Linked DNA regions of Pan troglodytes: region 2 is linked to region 1. Evidence: chromatin contacts called from public HiChIP or PLAC-seq data. All regions are on one chromosome and are shown on one strand. Each heading gives the region's core, a stretch centred on a gene start, on an enhancer-like site or on the middle of the called end of the contact. The rest is flanking DNA. Distances are from core to core; before and after follow the strand shown.

Evidence for each region. HiChIP or PLAC-seq counts read pairs in DNA pulled down with a chosen protein or histone mark.
Region 2: an H3K4me3 HiChIP or PLAC-seq map of stem cell-derived excitatory neurons shows a contact between it and region 1, with 2.8 times the contacts expected there. The contact joins the promoter of POLN here to the promoter of NAT8L in region 1. A contact is called at or near these places in 1 of 7 Hi-C or Micro-C datasets (stem cell-derived neural progenitor cells) and 1 of 1 datasets of contacts at active chromatin or transcription factors (stem cell-derived excitatory neurons).

What each region holds. Positions count from the first base shown.
Region 1 is chr3:2,441,688-2,447,196 of NHGRI_mPanTro3-v2.0_pri, reverse strand. NAT8L (N-acetyltransferase 8 like) reads right to left here and starts at 2,074. Exons shown (of 3, transcript XM_016951166.4): 1 at 1,610-2,074; 2 at 335-499. The coding sequence starts at 1,985.
Region 2 is chr3:2,626,004-2,631,374 of NHGRI_mPanTro3-v2.0_pri, reverse strand. POLN (DNA polymerase nu) reads left to right here and starts at 2,765. Exons shown (of 26, transcript XM_063808588.1): 1 at 2,765-2,841; 2 at 3,102-3,372. It overlaps HAUS3 (HAUS augmin like complex subunit 3), which reads left to right and starts at 2,758. Exons shown (of 5, transcript XM_009447241.5): 1 at 2,758-2,841; 2 at 3,799-4,853. The coding sequence starts at 3,945.

The DNA of each region.
Region 1 (5,509 bases), core at 825-3,324:
CCATCCCCGCAAGGCACACCAGATGGGACCCACAGAGCCCAGCGGCCCTTGCCCCACCGCAGCAGGCGCCAGGGAGACGCATCCACAGCAGGAAACGGTGGAGCCACTGCGTCGCAGGGCCGGCTCAGGTCACTCAGCGGGAGGAGCCGGCTGTGCCTCCCCCAGCCCCGCTGACACCGGAGGCCTCGGTCACCCAGAAGGCTCAGGTCACAGGGGCCCCGGCTCAGGCCCACCCACGCCGGCCCTCGCCCAGGCCTGCCCTGAGGTTGCTGGAGTGCGTGCCCCCGAGGGCTGTCTGGGGCGGAGGTCGGGGAGCGGCAGGAGCGGGACTCACCGGGCGGCTTCATGTAGTACTGCTCGATGTCCGCCATGTCCGTGTGCAGCGCGCACTCCAGGTAGGCGCGGATCACCTTGCGGCTGTAGTAGTAGCGCAGGCCCAGCAGCGCGGCCGGCACCAGGCACGTCAGCAGCAGCGAGCGGCTCACGGCGAAGCACAGCGCTGAGGGCAGAGGGCGCGGGTCAGCGGCGCGGCGGGGGTCCCCAGGCCCCAGAGACGCCACCCCGGCGAAGCCCGCTAGGGACGCCGCGCCCGGCCGCGCTCCTGGTGGAGGAGCCGGGGTCATCTCGGGTGCTTTCTACTTCTCCCTATTTCCAAGCTTCCTGCGGTAAAGACAGCCACCCCACCCACCCGCACCGCCTGGAATGAGCCTCGGCGGGTCTCTGAGCTTCCAAACACGGCAGGACACCCTCGGGATGGCCGGGCCGGGAAGGGCTCTGCCCACGCTGGCCTGCTGAAGCCAAGGTGGGCAGATCCTGCCAGGGAGCTGCCCCGCAGACCAGGCCCCGCGCGGGGGAGGGGGAAGGGGGGAGGGGGAAGGGGGGTGTCCCACGTTCCAGCACCGGGCCCCAGGACCCCCTCTTCCCAGGGCCCCAGCAAGAGCCCTTCCTGGCCAGCGTCCGGGAGCTCTGAGGGCAGGGACAGGGCAGGGAGGCCCCACACTGCTTCCAGCCGCATTTCGGCTGCCGTGACCTTGGGGGAGTCGCGTCCTCCCTACGCGGCCTCAAGCGCCTCATCTGTAAAATGGGAGCGAACCCCCTCACCCCGGCAGGAAGCTCCGAGGGGAAGGGCACCCAAAGACCCTGCAGGGGCCGCCCTCTGCGACCGCCCCGGCTGTGCCAGGCGCGCGCACCCCCCGCGGCGCCGGCTGTCTTTCCCTCATAAATTAGCACCGAGCGGGAGGCGGCCTCCCCCGCCCGCAGATTATATTTAGGCACTCGCCGGGGCCCAGCCGCGGCGGGCGCTACCTGCCCTGGCACCCGCCCCCACCCAGGATGCCCGGGAGGGGACAGGGGAGGCGGTGGGGGTGGGGGGCTGCGCGGCGGGGACGCAGGTGCGGACCCCGGACCCTCCCCGGCTCCGACCCGCTCGGGGCCCTGCGCCCATCCCCACGCCCATGGCCAGCCCTGCGCGGGGCCCGGCGCGGCAGAAAGCGGGGGGCTTCCCAGGCTGGTCCCCGGGAGCCGGGCGCGGGGTCCGCGTGGACGCCGGGGCGGGGGAGCTCCGCGCCGGCCCGAGGGACTGCGGCAGCCGGGGGCCCGGCGCACTGACCCGCCAGCAGGGCGTAGAGCAGCTGCGCGCGCGGGTGCTGCCGCAGGCCGCGGAAGGCCGTGTTAGGGATGCGCTCCATGATGCCGTCGTAGAAGATGCGGCGCGCCGCCTCCTGCTCGGCCGCACGGAACTCGCGGATGCACACGCCGCGCCCCCCCGGCGGCCCCGCGCCCCCCGCCCCGCCGTGAGGCTGAGCCACCGGGGCAGGTGGGGGCGCGGGGGGCGCGGCGGCCGGCCCGGGCGCGGCGGGCAGCGGGGGCCACATGGCGCCGGCGGCGGCGAGCAGCGCGTCCTTCTTGGCCCCCGGCAGCGCCTCATGGTCCTCGGCGGCCACGATCTTCGTCTCACAGACCATGTCGGGAGGCCCACAATGCATGCACCCGGCCGGGCGGCACGGCAGCGGGGACGCGGCCGGGCGGCGGCGGGCACGGCCGGGCCCAGGGCAAGGGCGCGGCGCCCTCGGACCCGCGGCGGCGGCGGCGGCGGCGGCGGCGGCGGCGGCGGCAGCGGCGGCGGCGGCGGCGGCGGCAGCGGCGGCGGCGGCGGCGGCGGCAGCTCAGGGGCGCGGGGCGGAGGCGGCGGGCGGCCGGGGCGCGCGCAGGGAGCTGCGCCGCATTTTGGAGAAGTATTTATAATGCGGCGGCGCCGGTGCAGTCGCGGCGCCCGCGGCCCGCAGGGTCCTAGCGTCCACTGCATTGGCTGCCGGGGGTCACCATGTGATCGCGGGGGTGGGGGAGACGCCGCCCCCGCCCCGCCGGGTGGCTCGCTGGGCGCGACGGGGCGGCCGGGCAGCGCGAGGGGCCCGGCACGGGCGGGGGCGGCGGCGCGGGCGGGGGCTCCTGGCCCCGGGGGCGCCCGGCGGGGCTCGGGACCCGGCCGCGGAGCGCGTGATGGGCGCCGCCCGCCCCGCCCCCCGCTCCCACGCCGCGCGCCTGGGAGCGTCCCGACCCCGGGCCCGGCCGCCGGCGATCGCGGCGCCGCGTCCTCCTCCTCCTCCTCCTCCGCGGCCGCCCGGAGCAGTCACGGCAGCGTCTCCCGCTCCGTCTCCTGCCTTTGTTTGAAAGCAGCGCCCGCGGTGGACCTGAGGAGGGGGCGCCGCGGCTGCCCCGGCCCGGAGCCCCCGGGAAGCCTCGTCCGGAGCCGCACGGGCAGCCGGAGTGGGGACGCGGAAGGGCGGGGTCTGCGGCCTGGCGCGGCGCCCCCCTGTCCGAGCCCCGCAGTGGGCACGGGGATGCGGGGCCCGCAGGACCCCTCCCGGCCCGGCCCCCGCCCCCGCCCCCCCGCGGCCGCGCATGCGCCCCGTGGCCTCGGTGCAGGTGCAGCGGGGGCTCCGCGCCGTGTAGGACCTGCAGACGCCGCAGGCTGGGGCGGAGAAGCTCAGGTGCGGGGAGGCGGTCGCAGACCCCATCCTCGGCGCTTCTCGAACCTAGCCCCCTTCAGTTCTGCTCGACCTCCCAGCACCACCCCGAGGGCTGCCGGAGCAGAGCTTCCCCGACATACGCGGGCGGGACGGGGCCAGGGGTCCAGGCCTGGGGACCCGCAGTCTGCGTTGTGCGGTGGAGTTGGGGCCAGCCGGGCAGCTGAGGTCACCTAAAGGCCAGGAGGGGCTGGGCCTGCCCGTGGACGTGGGAGTGAGGCCGCAGCGCCCTGGTGGGGTGGGGAGGGGCGGCTGAACTGGTCCACAGCCCCGTCCGCCAGAGAACGGGCCCTGGAGAGGGGCAGGGGACGGGGTGGGGGCGTGAGGGGGAGGGGAAGCCAAGCTGGGAAGGCGCCCCCTCAGTGTCTGGGGCCCGCTGTCAGCTTTTCAATCTAAAGGAGAAAACAGGCAAAACGAATAGAAATAGAGTTTGTTGGGGACAAGTTTGAGGACTGCAGCGTGGAAGGACAGACTCAGGTTGGTCTGAATGCACGCGCTCTCATTCGCAGCAGTTGCAAGTGCGTTTTTAAAGGAAAAATGAAGACGCAGCTCCTAAATTCACCAAGAATTTGCATTAAAATGGCATAAGCTATTGATTGGTGTACATTATTTGTCACAAATTCCAGGAACATGAAGATGACGCTGAGGCGGCCAGGCGGACACTATAGGAAAGAAAAGAAAGAACAAAATGCCTTCCAGCAGTTGCCCCGGGCGTGGGTGGGGAGGCGGGACTGAGGCCCTGTACTCAGGTGTCTCTGGGCCAGATAATCTTTGAGAATCCCACATAGCTCCAGCTATTTTTCTTTTCTCATTTCTCGTGTTTGATCAAAATTTTTCTCTTCTCAAAGCAGTGATGATCGACATTCTAGATGTAAGTTTTTCTGCTGGGAAGGCTCATTCCCGGGCCATCTCACCCCGCATGGGGGGAAAGAGGACAGGTGCGGTGGGCGCTTAAGAACTTCGCGAGGCCTCAAGGCCAAGGTTGATTGGCACGGGGTCCGTCAGGCCGTCTGCTATGAAGGAGCCACGCATGCCGGATGGCTTCTGAGCATCTAGCTAGCATCCTCGGGGTTTTTTGGTTGACTTTGGACATCTAGAAACACAAAGCCTAATCAATTTAAGAATGAAAAATATGGGCCGGGCGTGGTGGCTCATGCCTGTAATCCCAGCACTTTGGGAGGCCGAGGCGTGTGGATCACGTGAGGTCAGGAGTTTGAGACCAGCCTGGGCAACATGGTGAAACTGCGCCTCTACTAAAAATACAAAAATGAGCCGGGTGTGGTTGTGGGCGCCTGTAATCCCAGCTACTTGGGAGGCTGAAGCAGGAGACTCACTTGAACTCGGGAGGCGGAGGTTGCAGTGAGCTGAGATCGTGCCACTGTACTCCAGCCTGGCAACAGAGTGAGATTCTGCCTCAAAAAAAAGAAAAGAAAAAGAAAAAATGACACAAATAAGGGCAACTATTAACAATTTGAAATCTAGAACTGAAGAGTGCTTCTATTTTTGAAGGTAACCAGATACCTATTTTGTCTCCTTCTGGTCCTGGCCTGAAGAACAAGATGTTGAAGTTCTCCAGTGATGAAAACGACCTCTCTGGCGAGGCTGCCTGGTGTGGTCCCATCTATTGTGGTTGGACGAAGTCCTATATTGGATGCTTTTCTCATGAAATCTCCAGGTTGGAGACCTTGAACTTTCATGTCTTCATCTCCTGAGAACTCGCCGTTAAGAGAATCCTTAATTAATTTAGAATGTGCAGTGAGAAGCTCTATAGGGTCTCGGCAATAATGAAGAATATCGCCTTTAAGGGGAGCTGGTTTGGAGGCTCCTTCATCCAGGCACAGGGCCTTCCTGGTATTATTTCAAAGAGAGAAAGCTGATGTTTTCCAAACAGGGCAGAACCCCAGTTCAGCACCACAGTGGAAACACCTTAGGCCAGGGAGTGTTAGAAGCTGGTTTCAGCATTGCAGATGGGTTTTCTATTATCCCACCTGTGCGTTCCACAGTCTGGAAGATGGAGGAGGGCTGCGAGCACAACGGGAATGCCAATCCCTCCAATCCCAACCAGCTTTCACTGTGCAAGGTAAGATGTCAATCAATCTTTTCTCTTTTTTTTTTTTTTTTTTTTTTTTTTTTTTTTTTTTTTTTTTCAGAGAGAGACAAGGTTTCTGCATGTTGTCCAGGCTGGTCTGGAACTCCTGGGCTCAAGCGACCCTCCCACCTCGGCCTCCAAAAGTGCTGGGATTACAGGCATGAGGCACCATGCCTGGCCAATAAATCCTTTTTTTTTTTTTTTTGAGATGGATTTTTGCTCTTGTTGCCCAGGCTGGAGTGCAATGGCGACACCTCTGCTCACCACAACCTCCGCCTCCTGGGTTCAAGCAGTTCTCCTGCCTCCGCCTCCCGAGTAGCTGGGATTACAGGCATGTGCCACCAGGCCCGGCTAATTTTGTATTTTTAGTAGAGACGGGGTTTCTCCATGTTGG
Region 2 (5,371 bases), core at 1,516-4,015, 180 kb before region 1:
TTACTTCTAAAGTTTAAAAACAGTCAGAAAAGATACTGTCCAAAACCTAAAATATTTTTTAATACTAATAGGAGAAAATCGCTTCCACAGGAAGGAGAAAAAGCAAACAGCAAAAACACTTGATCCTCACAGCTCTGTCTTTAGGTCTGTTTAGTCCATTGTATTCTCATGGGCTTTTTCAGGGAGGATTAATTCCTGGGTTCCATTTATCTTTTGACCTTACTAAAACTCCAAATAATTTTGACTGCTGAAAAGAAAGCTTACCCTGGAAATACATGTAACATACTTGCTTTCTTAAATTCCCAAGGCAAGCTGAAGAAAACTTTCCACATCTGTATAGTTAAACCTATTGTGTTTGTCATTTGTACTCCAGGGGCTGATACTGTTGTAATTTTTACTTAATGGTTTTATGGCTTTTATGGTCTCATAAACACCTTTCCAACAAATAACTATGGTCAGCAATTCAAAATCAGATGGAGAATTAATTTGTGGCCCAAGAAACCACCCAGGAGTCACTAGGAAATTGGGTTTCTAGAACGGCCTCCAGGGCTCTGGAGTGCACCCCTCCTGCCCTCCAGGGATCTCTTTCTATAAAGGAGCCCCTTGTCTTTCTGTCGTCTTTAATGCTGTCTCCTCAGAGTTCCTCCTTGCAGTCTATAAATATCCCCGAGTTCCTCTCATTTTCAAACAAAACAAAATTAAAAATCCTCCCCTCAGCCCTGCATTCCCACCCCCTCAGCTTGTGTTGTTTTGCATGCTCTCTCTCTGTCTTTCTCCTCTGTCTCTCTCTCTGTGTCTCTGTCTCTCTGTGTCTCTCTGTCTCTGTCTCTATCTCTCTGTGTCTCTGTCTCTGTCTCTGTGTGTCTCTGTCTCTGTCTCTGTGTCTCTCTGTCTCTGTCTCTCTGTCTCTGTCTCTCTGTCTCTGTCTCTGTCTCTCTGTCTCTGTGTCTCTCTGTCTCTGTCTCTCTGTCTCTGTCTCTCTGTATCTCTCTCTCTCTGTCACACTCCTCCCACCCAGTCTTTGCCTCATCAGCAACATTTCTGGAAGGCATTGCCTGCACAGCTCCCACTTCCTCCTGTCCAAACTGGCTCAACTCTGTCCCCTGATGCACACCCCCGACCTCCAACCCTGGGCTGCAAGGGTCCTCCCACCAGGCCTCCCCCTTCCAGCATCCCTGGTTTCCCTGCCTGCAGATTGGGCACCACTCTTTGAATTTTTTCCCATCATGTTTGTTTTTCAGATCATTTTAGGCCTTATTGACTTTTAAAAGAGGAGGAAAAAAACGTGAAACAAGTGAAGAATGAATAGGAAATATCTTTGACTCGATCAGATTACAATATTTGCCTTAGAACATTCTTATTTCTCTCCTTAAAAATATTAAGAAAAACTATCCAAACGACTTCTACCTAGTCACCCTGGACTAGGACATTGTCTAACAAGCCACCTTTAGGGTCATTTGACGCTGAAGGGAGGGAGTACTATTATATTTACCCATGACCAAAGCCCCTGCTAACCTGTGGAAGACTGAGGAGTGGCAAAGGATTTTTGTTTGGTAGAGATGCAAACGAATTCTGTCCAATAGAGAGGTCTGGTTTCACTGGGCTGTAGGGCATCAGCCAGATTCACATGAAATTTAGCAATCCCGTTTCAGTCATCTTTCACTGACTGCCATCCTCTTTGGAAATGGTGTACCATCCTCCTTGAGTTAAATATATCGATGTATTTAACTCAGGCCACTCCGTTTATTTCTAACATTTTGAAAAGGGAATTGTGGAGGAAGTCAGCTTTTTTTTTTTTTTTTTTTTTTTTTTTTTTTTGAGACGGAGTCTTGGCTCTGTCGCCCAGGCTAGAGTGCAGTGGCGTGATCTCGGCTCACTGCAACCTCCACCTCCTGGGTTCAAACGATTCTCCTGCCTCAGCCTCCCGAGTCGCTGGGATTACAGGCGCCCGCCACCGCGCCCGGCTAATTTTTGTATTTTTTAGTAGAGATGGGGTTTCACCATCTTGGCCAGGCTGGTCTCGAACTCCTGACCTCATGATCCACCCCCCTCGGCCTCCCAAAGTGCTGGGATTACAGGCATGAGCCACCGCGCCCGGCCGGAAGTCAGCTTTTACATAGTGTTCAGGTGAGGGATTAGAAATTAAGTGTTTTTGCAAAATAAAGTTCATTGTAAAAGATTCTAAGCGAACAATCCCTAACCCTTAAAATGTACCAGGCATTGGTCGGGCTGCTGTGAATGTGGGAACTCGTCTCTCTCGGGGGCGAGCGCTATCACCGCCGGGCTCCAGCCTGTCTCCCAACCACCAACCTGCGCTGCTCTTTGTACCCTTCAAAAGTGCCTTCAGAGGGTCTAGATTGAAGTACGGGGCAGGGCAGGCCTGAAGCACAACTGACGGCTCCGTTGAGAGCAGGCCCGCAGCTTCAGCTCCCCAGAGGGCGCCCCACCGCACCCCTCTGCACCCCTCTGCCCCCCATTCCTTGCCCAGGCTCCGCCCCCTGCCCAGGCCCCGCCCCTGTCCAGGCCCTGTCCCCGCCCTTCCCGGCCCAGACCCCGCCTCTCTCTGCCCTGCGCCCCGCCCAGGAGGCAGGATGCCCGCAGCGGCCGGGGGCGGAGCGCCGCCTGCTCAGCTCCACCCCATAGTCCAGCCTCGCCGACTCCGCCTCTTTTGACACTACGCCTGCGCAAACAGTCATTTCCCCCCCCCCCCCCGACCACGCCGTCGCCTTGTGCGCTTGCGCGCGTCCAGGCGCTCCCGTGAGGCAGTGCGAGGCGCGCGGGGCACGGAGGGCGGTGGCGGTGGCGGCGGGCTCCTGTGAGAAGCGAGCGGAGCTTCCTGAGGTGACTGACGCGGGCCTCGGTTCTGGGCGCAGGGGTGTGGGGCTGGAGGAGTGGCCGCGATCCCCGTCTGCACCCAGGTGCCTCTTTTTTTTCCTGCGCTCCTGGGGGCTCCTTCCAGGTGCTCCAGCAGCTGCCCGGGGATCACGGCCCGGTCCGCTGGGCGAGGAGCTGGGGCGGGGTCTGTGCGGGGCCTGTCACCCCCGTCTTCTGCAGCTCGGTGTCGACGGCGATTCGGTGGGCTTGTGCGTTTGTTTTGTCAGCGTGCTTAGGTGTCACAGCGGGGTGACCCACCGAAGGAAGGTTTTGCCGCTGGCGCGTCAGGTGTATCGCGGCCTTGGGGCCGCGGATCCCTGGGGCCTGCCGCTGCCTCTGGGGTTCGCGCGGCCCTGGCGTCGGGGCTGCCTCAGCGCTGGCTGAAGGCCGGCCCGAAGCACCCTTAATTGTGGCCGCGCGCTTCCCTGCTGCTCCTGCTGTTCTCCGCGTCGCGGTGGCGGACTCTGGAGGTGGAGCCTTGCCCGACGAGTCGTTGAGGTAAATATTTAGTTGATCTTCAGAAGATGTGCCATGCTTATTTGCGTTTCCTTACGTACGGAGGGCAGGGAAGAGAGGCTGCCTAGCCTCCTGGTGGCTTGGGTTTGTTTGGATCCATTTATTTTGAATTAAAAACAAATGTTGCTCTATAAAGTGTAATGCATTTTAAACCATTTTATCTTTGGAAAAAAAGATAAAATGGATCCAAATAGATCCACTTTCTTGTTAATTAATTTTCGTTACTGTTGCGGTTTTCTGAGAACTAGCCTAATTGTTTCTGTTTCTCTTTATCATCATCAAACATTGCAGCTACGGCTGCCTGTCAGTCATCCCGCTCTCGGATATCACGTGATATTTGTCTGTGTCTTCTTTTTAAAAACACTGTCGTCATATTTGTGGTCTAATACTTGTTTTCTTCCCCCCTAGGAGGAATCATTATATATTCTAAAAATATATTTTCCCTTCTCTGTGGACTTGGTATAAAACGTAGCTTTTTTTCTGCTTGGATTTATTTTCTAAAAATCAACACCGTAAACCCATATCACGTACAACAAAATTGGGGTAGTTAAACCATGAGTTGTGGAAATGAGTTTGTGGAAACATTAAAAAAAATTGGTTATCCCAAAGCTGATAATCTTAATGGAGAAGACTTTGACTGGTTGTTTGAGGGCGTTGAAGATGAATCGTTTCTGAAGTGGTTTTGTGGGAATGTGAATGAACAGAACGTGTTGTCTGAAAGAGAATTGGAAGCTTTTAGCATTCTTCAGAAATCAGGCAAGCCTATTCTAGAAGGGGCGGCATTGGATGAAGCTCTTAAAACGTGTAAAACTTCTGATTTGAAGACACCTAGACTGGATGATAAAGAGCTGGAGAAATTAGGGGATGAGGTTCAAACTCTACTGAAATTAAAGAACCTAAAAATTCAGCGACGTAATAAATGTCAATTGATGGCTTCAGTAACTAGCCACAAATCTCTGAGGTTAAATGCTAAAGAAGAAGAAGCCACTAAAAAGCTGAAGCAGAGTCAAGGAATTCTAAATGCAGTGATCACTAAGATCAGTAATGAACTTCAGGCTCTTACTGATGAAGTTACACAATTGATGATGTTCTTCAGACATTCTAATTTAGGTCAAGGGACAAATCCACTGGTATTTTTATCGCAATTTTCCTTGGAAAAATACCTAAGTCAGGAAGAGCAAAGCACAGCAGCATTAACTTTGTATACCAAAAAACAGTTCTTTCAGGGTATACATGAAGTAGTTGAAAGTTCAAATGAAGACAATTTTCAACTTTTAGATATACAGACACCATCTATTTGTGATAATCAAGAAATCCTTGAAGAGAGACGACTAGAGATGGCTAGACTGCAGCTCGCATACATTTGTGCTCAACATCAGTTAATTCACTTAAAAGCAAGTAATTCGAGCATGAAGTCAAGTATAAAATGGGCAGAGGAGAGTCTTCACAGCCTAACCAGCAAGGTAAGCATAAGAAATGAGATTGGATTCACATTGTAATTATTGTTAGGAATAGAGAATATAATATTGCTGTTAAAGTACTTTAGAATGGTGCATCTAAGAAGAGATTACATTTTATTTTCTTTGTTCAGTGCTTATTTGTGATCTGTGTCAATGTTTCATACAAATAGATCCATACGTTAATGGAGGGCAGCAATAGTAATTATAATCTCTACCACATTATCTAGTTTATTTTAAACAAAAGTGCTTTAATTTGCATTCTGAATTTTAAATTTGTGTAATGCAGATACAGACTGGACTGAGATTTTCTTTTTAAGATGTGGCTAGAAACTAATTGCTTTATTATGGGTATTCTGCCTCGTTTGCTCCAACCAGAGCATAGTGCTAATGAAGTCAGAGGTCCAGGTTCAGTAGACTGAAACTGATTTCTTTTTGAGAATATATGGATAGATGTATTGCAGATGTCTGTCTGCACTCTTGGAGAGCTTGTTTTCTTGGTAATATAACTGCTAGATACTTGA